Regions from separate parts of the Zea mays genome. Here regions 1 and 2 are each linked to region 3. The links are chromatin contacts, called in public Hi-C maps. All regions are on one chromosome and are shown on one strand. The core of a region is the stretch at or near the end of the contact, and the rest is flanking DNA. Distances in the headings are between cores, read along the strand shown.

Region 1 (3,548 bases), core at 272-2,771, 180 kb before region 3:
CGATTGCGGCCATAATGTTGTAGAAGTTCAGTCCTCACCTTCCTGTTATAAGGAGAAGTTATTGAAGTCATGTTCGGTTTAGTTTCAAGATATTGTTATTCATAAGCAGATGCATTGTACAAACAGTTAACTACTAAGTGTAATGAAGCATAGCCTAGCCTAGCAATGACCCCATAATCAATCCATGTACAAAAGGAGAAGCAAGGACTTGTGGTGTATGCTTACTTGCTGTAGAAGCGGCCACTGATGTTCTTGGGGTGCACCTCCATCTTGCCTCGAAAGAAGGCAAAAATGTCCCTCTGAGCCTTCTCTGGCTCCGGTAGTTCGTGAGCCACCTCGGGCGGCACATGAGGTGGGATCACAACATGCTCCACCTCCTGACATACGTGATGGCCTTGGACACCAAATGTCTGTAGCAGGATGGACCTCTTCAGGAACTCTGGTATGCCGTCGGCGATGGCTACGTCCTCCTGATTAAAAGAAGGAACTTTCTTTTTTCAGTGAAATAGGGTTCCCTTAAATAAGCAGAGGATCAGCAAGGTGTGTTCAGTCAGTTGTTAAATTCTAAACTGAGCCGTGAGCTCCATTGTCACACCGCAAGATGAACTCCAGATAGCAGGGGTAGGAAATTATTAGCTGGCCTCAGCCCAATTTGGTATCAATTAAAAAATGCATCGGGTTTGGATTCAGAACTAGCAACTAGGTAAGCCGCGTGACTGCCATTCCAAGCCAGAGCGGGAGCAAATTAGCATGACTTGTTACTTGCAATTTTCGTATTTGCACGCAGGAGATTTAGGCGCGCGAGCAGCACGCAACAAACGGAGCCAAAGTCGGAGATTTTCGCGGGGCACGCTCACCATGGGATGGAAGCAGGCGCCGAAGTCGTGGGACGCGACGAAGACATGGTCGGCCCCGGCGGAGCGGTTCCAGTACGGCATCCGGGCCCGGACGAGGTCGACGGCGTCGGCGAGCAAACCTCGGGCGTGCGACAGCGAGGGGAAGCCGTTGGGCGTGGAGAAGTTGCAGGAGACGTAGACGGGGACGAAGAAGAGGTCGGCGTCCTCGGGGCGCGCTGCGCGGCCGGCGTAGGCCAGCAGCGCCTCGTGCACCGCCACCTCGGCCGCGAAGAGGTGGCGCGAGCACCGCGCGTCGGCGGCCGCCCAGTCGCGGTTGAAGCGGGCGGGGAGGTCGTAGACGTAGATCCGGACGCGGGGTGCCACGGCGGCTGCGTCGGTGGTGGTGGCGGCGAGGGCGCGGGGCTTGGAGCGGAGGAAGGAGGAGGAGCGGCGGAGCGGCGCGGCGGAAGGCGGCGTGGCGGAGAGGAAGAGGGCGAGGGAGAGGGCGAACCAGAGCAGGAGGAGAAGCAAGGTGGAGTGTTTCCGCAGCCTGGCAGCCAGGGTGCGCGCTGCTTGGCTCCTCCTCGGCTTGGGATCTCTCATGGCGAAAGCGCGAGGGTGGACGGAGCTCGCTTTGCTGGTTCGGCTGCTGTGCTGTCCGTCGTCGTAGACTACGTTTTTTCGCCTTCCTTGCTGAGCGTTCCAAGTCTGAGCATATCTTTGTTTAGGGTAAAACTCTACTCTGGCTTATGTTAACCACCATATTTCACATCCGGGAACCCCTGAGTGCGCGTAACGAGGGTCCTGATCAGATTAACTCGAGCAGAAATACTTATTTTTATTCTAACATATCCGTAGAAATTTAGATCTCGCTTAGAATCGGATAGTGCAGAGCTTAGAATAGGATAGTGCAGCGCGAGCGCTCGAACCCGCACCTCTTTTCTCTAAATTTTTGGGACTAATCAGCAGAGCACATATACCTTAGTATTTAGAAATAAACAATAATTGTATTTGATAAATATATCAATACTTATTTGTATGATGTATAACAATCATAGCAAACCATGGACAATTAGGTAGTATGTATTAAAACTCGCATCGGCTACAAATGGATCATCCTTGGCCCACCTATCGTATGGTATGCCGATACACACGCTCGTGTCCCCATCACAGTTGTCGTCGCTGCAAGGCACGCGACCGACTCTGGACATAACAGAATCGTTCGCGAGTCATCTCGGACAGTCCGGTAACATCGTGGACCGTACGACATATTTCGCCGGACCGTCTGACCCTACACATACCAGGTAGCGGTAGCACCATATACGACCAGACCGTCTGGGTATACCCCCGGATCGTTCAATCCGGTCACGGATCGTCCGACCCCTTACGTCGGACTGTCTGGCTACGTCGCGGACCATCCGACATAATATATCGGATCGACCGACCCTATACAAGCTCGTGCAGACCACCCAGGTGGTACCATATATGGTCAGACCGTTCGGGTATAACCTCGGACCATTCAGTCCCGTCACGGTCCGTCCGGCCCTTAAACCGGATCGTTCGGGTACACGTACGCAGAACAAGGAGCTGCACATTATGTTGGTTTTTACACCATCGCATCAGCACTATGCTATCCCACCGACAACATATTATAACCATGTCATGCCACCTTATGTGTCCAGGAGGACCGAATATTCTTTGGCCACCAGAGAGCCCGAGAGATATAAGAGCAGAAGGAGGTGGCATTAATATGACACCTAACACATATTTTGAACATCCTTTGGAGGAATCCGACAAAATAATGTCACACAACCTACGATTTTATCCCAAACTTAATGGATGGTCACTAGACATGGTGGAAAAGAATAGGGATGAGGTAGCCGGGTTGTTCAGAGACAAACTCGGTGTTAGTGTGTCAGGCGCGAGGCAGTCGTATCAAAAACCTTATAGTCGCCAATTTTACGCCGCATTAGACTAGGATACCAGATTTCTCTAAATATTCCGGTGAAGGCGGGAATAGCACGCATGAGCACATAAGCCAGTTCTTAACACACCCGAGAGAATTGCTGTTGGTAGGGAAGCCTACCGTGTCCATTTATTATTGCTATCCTTGACCGGTATTGCACTCGCACGGTACGCAACCCTGCCACCTAACTCTTAGGAGGAATTAGAGCAGAAAAATCATGAACACTTTTTCTCAGGAGAACATGAGTTAGAATTAGCAGATTTAGCTTCAGTCCGATAGGGGTCCGAAGAATCGGTTAATGACTATATCTGGAAGTTTTGGGACACTAGAAACCTATGCTTTCAGATCCATGTCGCAAACAAATAGCTAGCAGGGATGGCTTATAATGAGTTGTGATCTTACTTAAAAGAGAAATTAGACGACACCTAGTTCTTTCATTAGTGCAATTGCACATGCGGGCTTAGGCCCGTGAAAGCTGAAGTAAACAGGTTTCAAAATTGGATAACCATAAGATACATCTATTGAGGCGCGATAGTTCAGATGATGAATATACAAATGTATATACCACCGAACTTGTTTTGCCAACATAGGATAGACCTTAAGCATGTTCTTTTTTATAGCCGGTACAAAAGAACCGACAAGAAGAACTTAAGTTTACTTTTAATGTTAATAAATGTAACAAAATATTCGATGAGCTATTGAAAAATGTAACATTAAAATAACTCATAATATTCCCCCTCTAGATG
Region 2 (3,429 bases), core at 805-3,304, 220 kb before region 3:
AAAAATAAGAGCCCAAAGCATGGCCCGGCACGAAATAATATGGGCCGGGCTAGCCCGGCACGAAGGCGGGCCTGGGCCGGGCCTCAAATTCCGACCCGTCGGGCCCCCAGCACGGCACGCATAGATGGGCCGGGCTTGGGCCGGCACGGCCCAATTAAGCCCAATCTGTTTAATCTCTTTAATTTAGTAAGATATTGACTTTATATTGTTGTTATATTTAAAGTTTATGTGGTTAAATGATGCTATAATTGTTTAATATCTTTAATTTAGTAAGATATGAACTTTATATGGTTATAATATTTTGATTTTATGTGGTCAAATATACGGGCCGGGCTTGGGCCGGCACGGCCCAACGAAGGCACGGCGTGGTTTAGGGCCGGGCTGGGCCACTGTTTTTACACTTCGGGCTGGCACGGCACGGCCCAAAAATTGTTTGAGCTTTCTTGGCCCGAACCCGTTTGGCACGAAGCACGATGGGCTTGGGCCGGGCCGGCCCGGCACGGCCCAATTCCCAGCACTAGTCGAGACTAGGCATGTGCGCTCGCACATTAGCATCGAAAAATTGAGAGTCCCAAAAATTAGCAGATCTGTTATATTTTTTATGATACATGTTAATATATAGCAGACTCTTACATGCATGCGAGATGGTGAAGACGACGTGCTAACGCATTCATATATTCAACCAGACAAAAGTGCATCGATTGGCAGTCAAATTGGATAGCAAGCTGACTGTAGTAACCTGACTTGACATGCAGTGGTTGGCTAGTGATTGGATTGGATTCGATTCCCAAAGATATGCTACAGTTCTTTCTTTTCGGTCGCCAAAGGGAATTATAGGGCATGCATGCGATGATTTAGGATTAATTTTCAGAGTTCACAAGATCGCGACGCACGCAATAACGAACAAGAAATAAGTCACTGCACGCACTGCGCTGAACACTAATACAAAGAAGCTCTATAGCAACGATTGTAAATCTTTTTTCACTAGCGTTTTTTTAAATCGTCGGTGTTAGAGGCCAGTAAAAATTATCAATTTTACAGGTCAGTAACTGAGGACCGCTAGTTGAGTTAAAGAAAACCGTCAGTAGAAATCGATTTTCACTTGCGGTCGACGTAATAAATCCGCCAGTGAAAATTATTTTCAGAAATATTAAACGGGTTTTAAAAACAGTAAAAAATTATTTAAGTCGCAAGTTGCAACATTTTTCGCGCGCTACGCGGTTGTTAGGATTCAAACTGTCGACCCCACCCTCGCGCATATCCTCCACTACCACTCTGTCTATGGCATGTTTTGTGTATAATTTGTAGTATTTTTTGTCCACATATATATTACAACCATTTGAATGTAAATTGATTGTTTGAGACCGTAAACGAATTTATATAAAAAATTGTCAACTACAAAGTTGAATAACTTTTGAATTTCTACAACTTCTATTTTGACACTTTTTTCATCTAAGCTAGTTTGCAAAATTTGAATTTTAAATTTGACATACTTAGATTCAATTTTTTAGAACCGAAATAAGTTCAAATAAAAAAGTTGTCAACTACAAAGTTTTATAACTTTTAGAGAACTACAACATTTATTTTGGTGGCTTTGTCATACGACGTCGTTTTAAAAACTCGAAAAATTAATGATAAAAATGATATCTAGTGGCGGTGGTAAAGAAAACCGCCACTAGAAATCGATTACTATAGACGGTTTGTTCAGAAATTATGGATTTTTACATGCAATCGACTTGCAGCCTTTGAGCCCTTTTCTACCAGTGGAAAGCACACATATATGCATGCAACTATACTAGATGAATGAACAAGAAGAAATAAAGTCCCTTTACGTACTAGCTAGCTGCTGTACGGTGGATTATTTGCGAGCTAGCAATGCGATCGTCAACTGTCTCCGATCCGCCTGTGTTATTGGTTAGTTACGCGCGCGCTCATCAATTAACGGTCACCAACCGCTTCTTCTCTCTCTGTGGGCTGCCTGTGCATGCCTCTCTTTACGCCTGTGTTATATAGCTCTGCTTCACGATCGAGATGGACGACACTGCATTCAGCGTGCGACCGAAGCTAGCTAGCAGCTCTTCTTGCTTTGCATTAATTATTGCGAGATGACGATGTCCATTGTTGCTGCCGTGCTGCTGTTGCTGCTCGTCCATGTCCATCCACGGGCGGCAGCGGCGCAACCTTCGCCGGGCTACTTCCCGAGCTCCACAGTGAGGCCCATGGCCTTCTCGGATGGATACGACAACCTGTGGGGGCCGCAGCACCAGACGCTGTCGCAGGACAGGATGGCGCTGACGCTCTTGATGGACCGCACCTCAGGCAGCGGGTTCAAGTCCAAGCGCTCGTACCGGAACGGCTACTTCGGCGTCTCCATCAAGGTGCAGCCGGGCTACACCGCCGGCGTCAACACCGCCTTCTACGTACGTACGCGTCCTCGATTGATCTCTACCAGCTAGCGCATGCATGCAGCTAGCTAATAGCCCATGACATGATGCACCCATGCAGCTGTCCAACAACGAGCTGTACCCTGGGAGGCACGACGAGATCGACATGGAGCTGCTGGGCACCGTGCCGGGGGAGCCCTACACGCTGCAGACCAACGTGTACGTGCGGGGCACCGGCGACGGCGCGCGCCTCGTGGGGCGGGAGATGCGCTTCCACCTCTGGTTCGACCCGGCCGCCGACTTCCACCACTACGCCATCCTCTGGAACCCCGACCAGATCGTCTTCCTCGTCGACGACGTCCCCATCAGGCGCTACGCCGCCGCCAGTGCGCCGTTCTTCCCCGACCGCCAGATGTGGGCGTACGGCTCCATCTGGGACGCCTCCGACTGGGCCACCGACGGAGGCCGCTACAGGGCCGACTACAGCTACCAGCCCTTCCTGGCAGGATTCCGGGGGTTCAGGACCGCCGGATGCGAGGCCGCCGCGCCCGCCCAGTGCCGTCCCGTGCCGGCGTCCCCCGCCGGCGCCGGACTTAGCGTGCAGCAGCGGGACGCCATGCGCTGGGCGCAGCAGACCTCCATGGTCTACTACTACTGCCAGGATTACACCAAGGATCGCTCCTTGTACCCAGAGTGCTCGCTCGCTAGCTAGCCTAGCTAGCACTACCACTACCAGAGCATGCATGGAGGAGGCGTGCGAGTGAAGAAGCGCCGCCCTACGTACGTACCGTTCTAAAATTGTATGTACAATTAAGTCTCCATCCACATCCATATATACAACATATGTAATGTATAATTAAGTCCATTATTAATTTAATCATCAAAAATGGAACATGCCTATATATTTCCTACTATATATATGTTTGTCTAGCAATTAGTAGTGGACCACCTCTTCTATCTTTGGATGCTGAGTTGCCTTATTGGCGTGAGTTGGTGAGCACCGAGTATGTCTGATGGATGCTCCGACTCTGCGAATATAATGGGG
Region 3 (3,495 bases), core at 70-2,569:
CTGGCTTTGGTCTCTGAATTAAACTGAAACAGTAGATAGAGGCATGAACCTTGACATGATCGGAGGGCAGTGCATGGGTCGTGATCTGATTGATGTAGGAGTACTCGATTGATCACCTCGGAACTCGGCATTCAAATCGCCGTCGTCCCTGAAATCGTAGCGAATGTAAGGTGGGCGGGGGGACAGCAGCGTCGGCTCTCACGCCCTCTCCTGCTTCCATTCCGTCCACGTGAATGGCAGTGCAGCAGACACCCAAAACAAGACACCACCGACCCGGTGTTTCCTCCTGCTGGTCTCCTCTCAATCTCAACTGTTCATACCGCGGCAATGGGTGGGTCTCACGGAGAAACAACAATCACAAAGGACAGAAGCTGCATAGCCAGAGAGAGCGTGAAGATGATGCAAGTTTCATGCTTCTTAAAATAAACAGTGAACCAGAGGTGACCCATCATCACACGTATCAATTGTATTGGATCGGATCGGATCAATCACAATCATCAGTGAGTGAGCTAGATGAGCATGGCATGCATGCATGGCCCATTTGCTAGGTCTTGCTCCCTAGCCAGGGATGCCGCCATTGCCCATTGGAGGCAGGCGGATTTGTCGGCTTCTCTACGGCGCGGAAGAGGAAGGTAGTAGGGACTAGGGAGAGACTGCGAGCATGCCTGCACACCGCCGGCCGACCGCTAGACACTGCGTGCGTCTCGTCGCTCCACCACCTCGGGATTTACTCCATCTCTTCTCTTCTCTCTCGAGCGCACTCGCTCCCAAGCACCGCTTCCTCCCGCCAGCGATCGAGGAATGGTATCCCCACCAACCACTTTCTTCCTCCTCCTCCGCCGCGCCTCTACTTATACGTATTCTTCCCTCTCCCCACTACTGTACCGCCCTGACAGGTGACAGCGACCCCGCCTACCCGCGCTGGTCCTGATCACCATGGACGACAACGTCCGCGCCAAGACTCGATCTTGCGCCGGCGGCGAGACCTCGTCGCACGCGGCGTCGAGGGTCGTCATCGCGCAGCAGAGGGCCGCCGCGCGGCGCCGGCAGCAGCAGGCGTGCGAGCAGATGGTGCTCACCACGCTGGACCTCGACCGCCGCGACCGCGAGTCCGAGCTCCTCGCGCTCGCGCGCCTCCACGCCGTCTCCATGCTCGACGCCTCCTTCCTCCACGGCGGGGACGGCGGCAGGCGGCGCCCGCGGTCTCCCGAGCGCGCGCTCGTCAGGCGGATCGCCAGGGAGTGGGCGGCGGCGTCCACCACGTCGCCCTCGCGCGGCGCCGGCGCCGGCGCCGAGGAGTGGCTGGGTGAGAGCGAGCGCGAGCGGGTGCGCTCCGTGCGCGAGCGCGTCCGCATGGCCTGCCAGGGCTACCATAGGGATGAGGAGGACGAGGAGGAGGAGCCGGCGCCCAGCAGGCTGCGCGGCCGGCCGCAGGCGCGCGCCGACGTCGTCGTGACGCGCATGGCCGTGGAACGCCAGCGAGAGCTGCAGGGCCTCTCCGAGCACCGCGCCGTCTCCGCCTTCGCTCACCGCGGCCGCATTCAGGTCAAGGCCAAAACCCCTGTCAAACGTCAATCTTTTACTTGGTCCAATGCTTTCATTTTCTTCTTCTCCTTCCATCGTCTCCGAAACCGAACATTTTCGTCTTGCTTCTGAACGATATCGATGCAAAGAACGCCTTTTTTTGTGGAGAATTAGCTGAGATTATTGTCTTGTATAGCATTTCATGGAATTGAGCGTTATTGTTTTTCCAGTCTTTTCTACGAGGTCGATCCTTGCGTAGCGGAAGGTCTATGAATGATGAGAGGCCGATCTCAGGACAGCTTAGGCAGAGTCATCCTGTCTCTACAGTGAGGTAACAGACAGTATGATGTCCTGATCTTGGATACTATTATTTTTGCCATTTGATTGCTGACAACATATTGTTCTTGCCTAGGGAAGAAGTTCGCTCTGGAGCAGAAAGAAGCATCACTAGTAGCCATCAGTCAGCTTTGGTGGTGGCATTGTCTACTCCAACCAATCCTACCGATAATGAGTATGACGACGCCAGTGCAACACCTCAGCAGTTCGCAATCAGTGAGGATGAGAACGCAACCGTTGGGTATGAAATCCTGACACAAGAATCCGTGCAACAAGATGAAGGTTCACGTACCGAAGACAACGTGGCTGATAGATCTCACGACTTTGCTCAAGAACAGACAGGTCGATATTCAGGGTCCTCCTCGGAACAGGACAGTCACCATTATTCTAGTAGCTACGCCTTCCCTAGCAACAACGCGTTGCAGCGGGAAGCTGAAACTCGCAGAGGAGGACAAGAACAGATTGGTTTGGCATGGTCAAGCAGGGATGCATCCGGCATCGAGGATGGAGATGGAGATGGCAACACCTTTGTACATGGAGATGACGACGAAGAATGGCTCGTTATTGATTCTCAGGAGCCTAGACCAAACTGGCAGCCAGCTGGACACGGTTTCGCTTCGAGCAGAAACACGAACAGGCTTCGTCCAGCAGACGGTGATGTCTATGGAGTTGAACTCAGAGAGCTCTTGAGCAGGTATTTTTCCTTATGTATGTATGCAGTATGTATGTATGTATGTATTCATGTATGTATGTATAGTTCATTTATATATATATATATTTTAAATTTTTGTAGGCGAAGCGTGTCAAATCTTCTCAGCAGTGGCTTCCGGGAAAGTCTTGACCAGCTCATTCGGTCTTATGTCCAGAGGCAAGAACATGAGTGGAATTTGGAGGGGCAGATACCAGCAACCACTGGACCTGGTTCATCACGCAACGAAGATCATATTGAAATCAGAATAATAGACGAACAGAATCGAGGTGACAGTGACACTGCACCTCAGTCGTCGTCTTCAGCTTTGTCGCCAGCAGACCGAACACAGCAACGTCAGTGGGCTCAGCAAACCATGCACCACCGTTCTGAATTTGTAGTAAGCCATTCGTTCGTTCATTCATTCAGTCAGCACACACATAATTTCCAAATAAATGTAAATGTTGTCCAGACATTTACTTGTAATAGGACTGGGACGCTATCCACATTCTCCGAGATGAGCTGAGTGGCGTGCAGAGAGGGATGAGCAGCGTGCAGCAGATGCTGGAAGCATGCATGGAGATGCAGATAGAGATGCAGCGGTCCATCAGGCAAGAAGTGTCTGCCGCTCTGAACCGCTCTCTAACGATGCGAGATGATGAAGAAGAAACATTAGAGGGTGGATCACAGTGGAAGCTAGCAAGGAAAGGGACCTGCTGCATCTGCTGCGACAGCCAGATCGACTCCCTTCTCTACAGGTCAGCAGCAGCCAGCTCTCTCTCTCTCTCTCTCTCGCACATTTCATTTCTCAGAAACGTTGCCTGAACAAGAAGCTCATCCCTACTAGATGTGGGCATATGTGCACCTGCTCAAAATGCGCAAGCGAGTTGCTTCATGGGGCTGGAAGATGCCCGCTTTGTCGCGCGCCCATCATCGAGGCCATCCGG

What was found. A called contact is a pair of places that touch in the nucleus more often than the background predicts.
Region 1: a contact with region 3 is called in a Hi-C map of leaf, with 4 times the contacts expected there. The contact joins the promoter of LOC100381534 here to the promoter of LOC103630632 in region 3. A contact is called at or near these places in 2 of 25 Hi-C or Micro-C datasets (ear and leaf).
Region 2: a Hi-C map of leaf shows a contact between it and region 3, with 4 times the contacts expected there. The contact joins the promoter of LOC100194192 here to the promoter of LOC103630632 in region 3. A contact is called at or near these places in 2 of 25 Hi-C or Micro-C datasets (ear and leaf).

Annotation. Positions count from the first base shown.
Region 1 is chr1:2,735,469-2,739,016 of Zm-B73-REFERENCE-NAM-5.0, reverse strand. It overlaps LOC100381534, which reads right to left and starts at 1,521. Exons shown (of 3, transcript NM_001368193.1): 1 at 858-1,521; 2 at 226-470; 3 at 1-42. The coding sequence starts at 1,439.
Region 2 is chr1:2,772,028-2,775,456 of Zm-B73-REFERENCE-NAM-5.0, reverse strand. It overlaps LOC100194192, which reads left to right and starts at 2,054. Exons shown (of 2, transcript NM_001139237.1): 1 at 2,054-2,420; 2 at 2,506-3,294. The coding sequence starts at 2,106. The coding sequence ends at 3,096.
Region 3 is chr1:2,553,604-2,557,098 of Zm-B73-REFERENCE-NAM-5.0, reverse strand. LOC103630632 (RING/U-box superfamily protein) reads left to right here and starts at 1,319. Exons shown (of 6, transcript XM_008651687.3): 1 at 1,319-1,545; 2 at 1,755-1,855; 3 at 1,937-2,554; 4 at 2,654-2,948; 5 at 3,038-3,306; 6 at 3,396-3,495. The coding sequence starts at 1,354. It overlaps LOC109943576, which reads left to right and starts at 360. Exons shown (of 3, transcript XM_023301381.1): 1 at 360-804; 2 at 897-1,186; 3 at 1,243-1,310. The coding sequence starts at 937. The coding sequence ends at 1,310.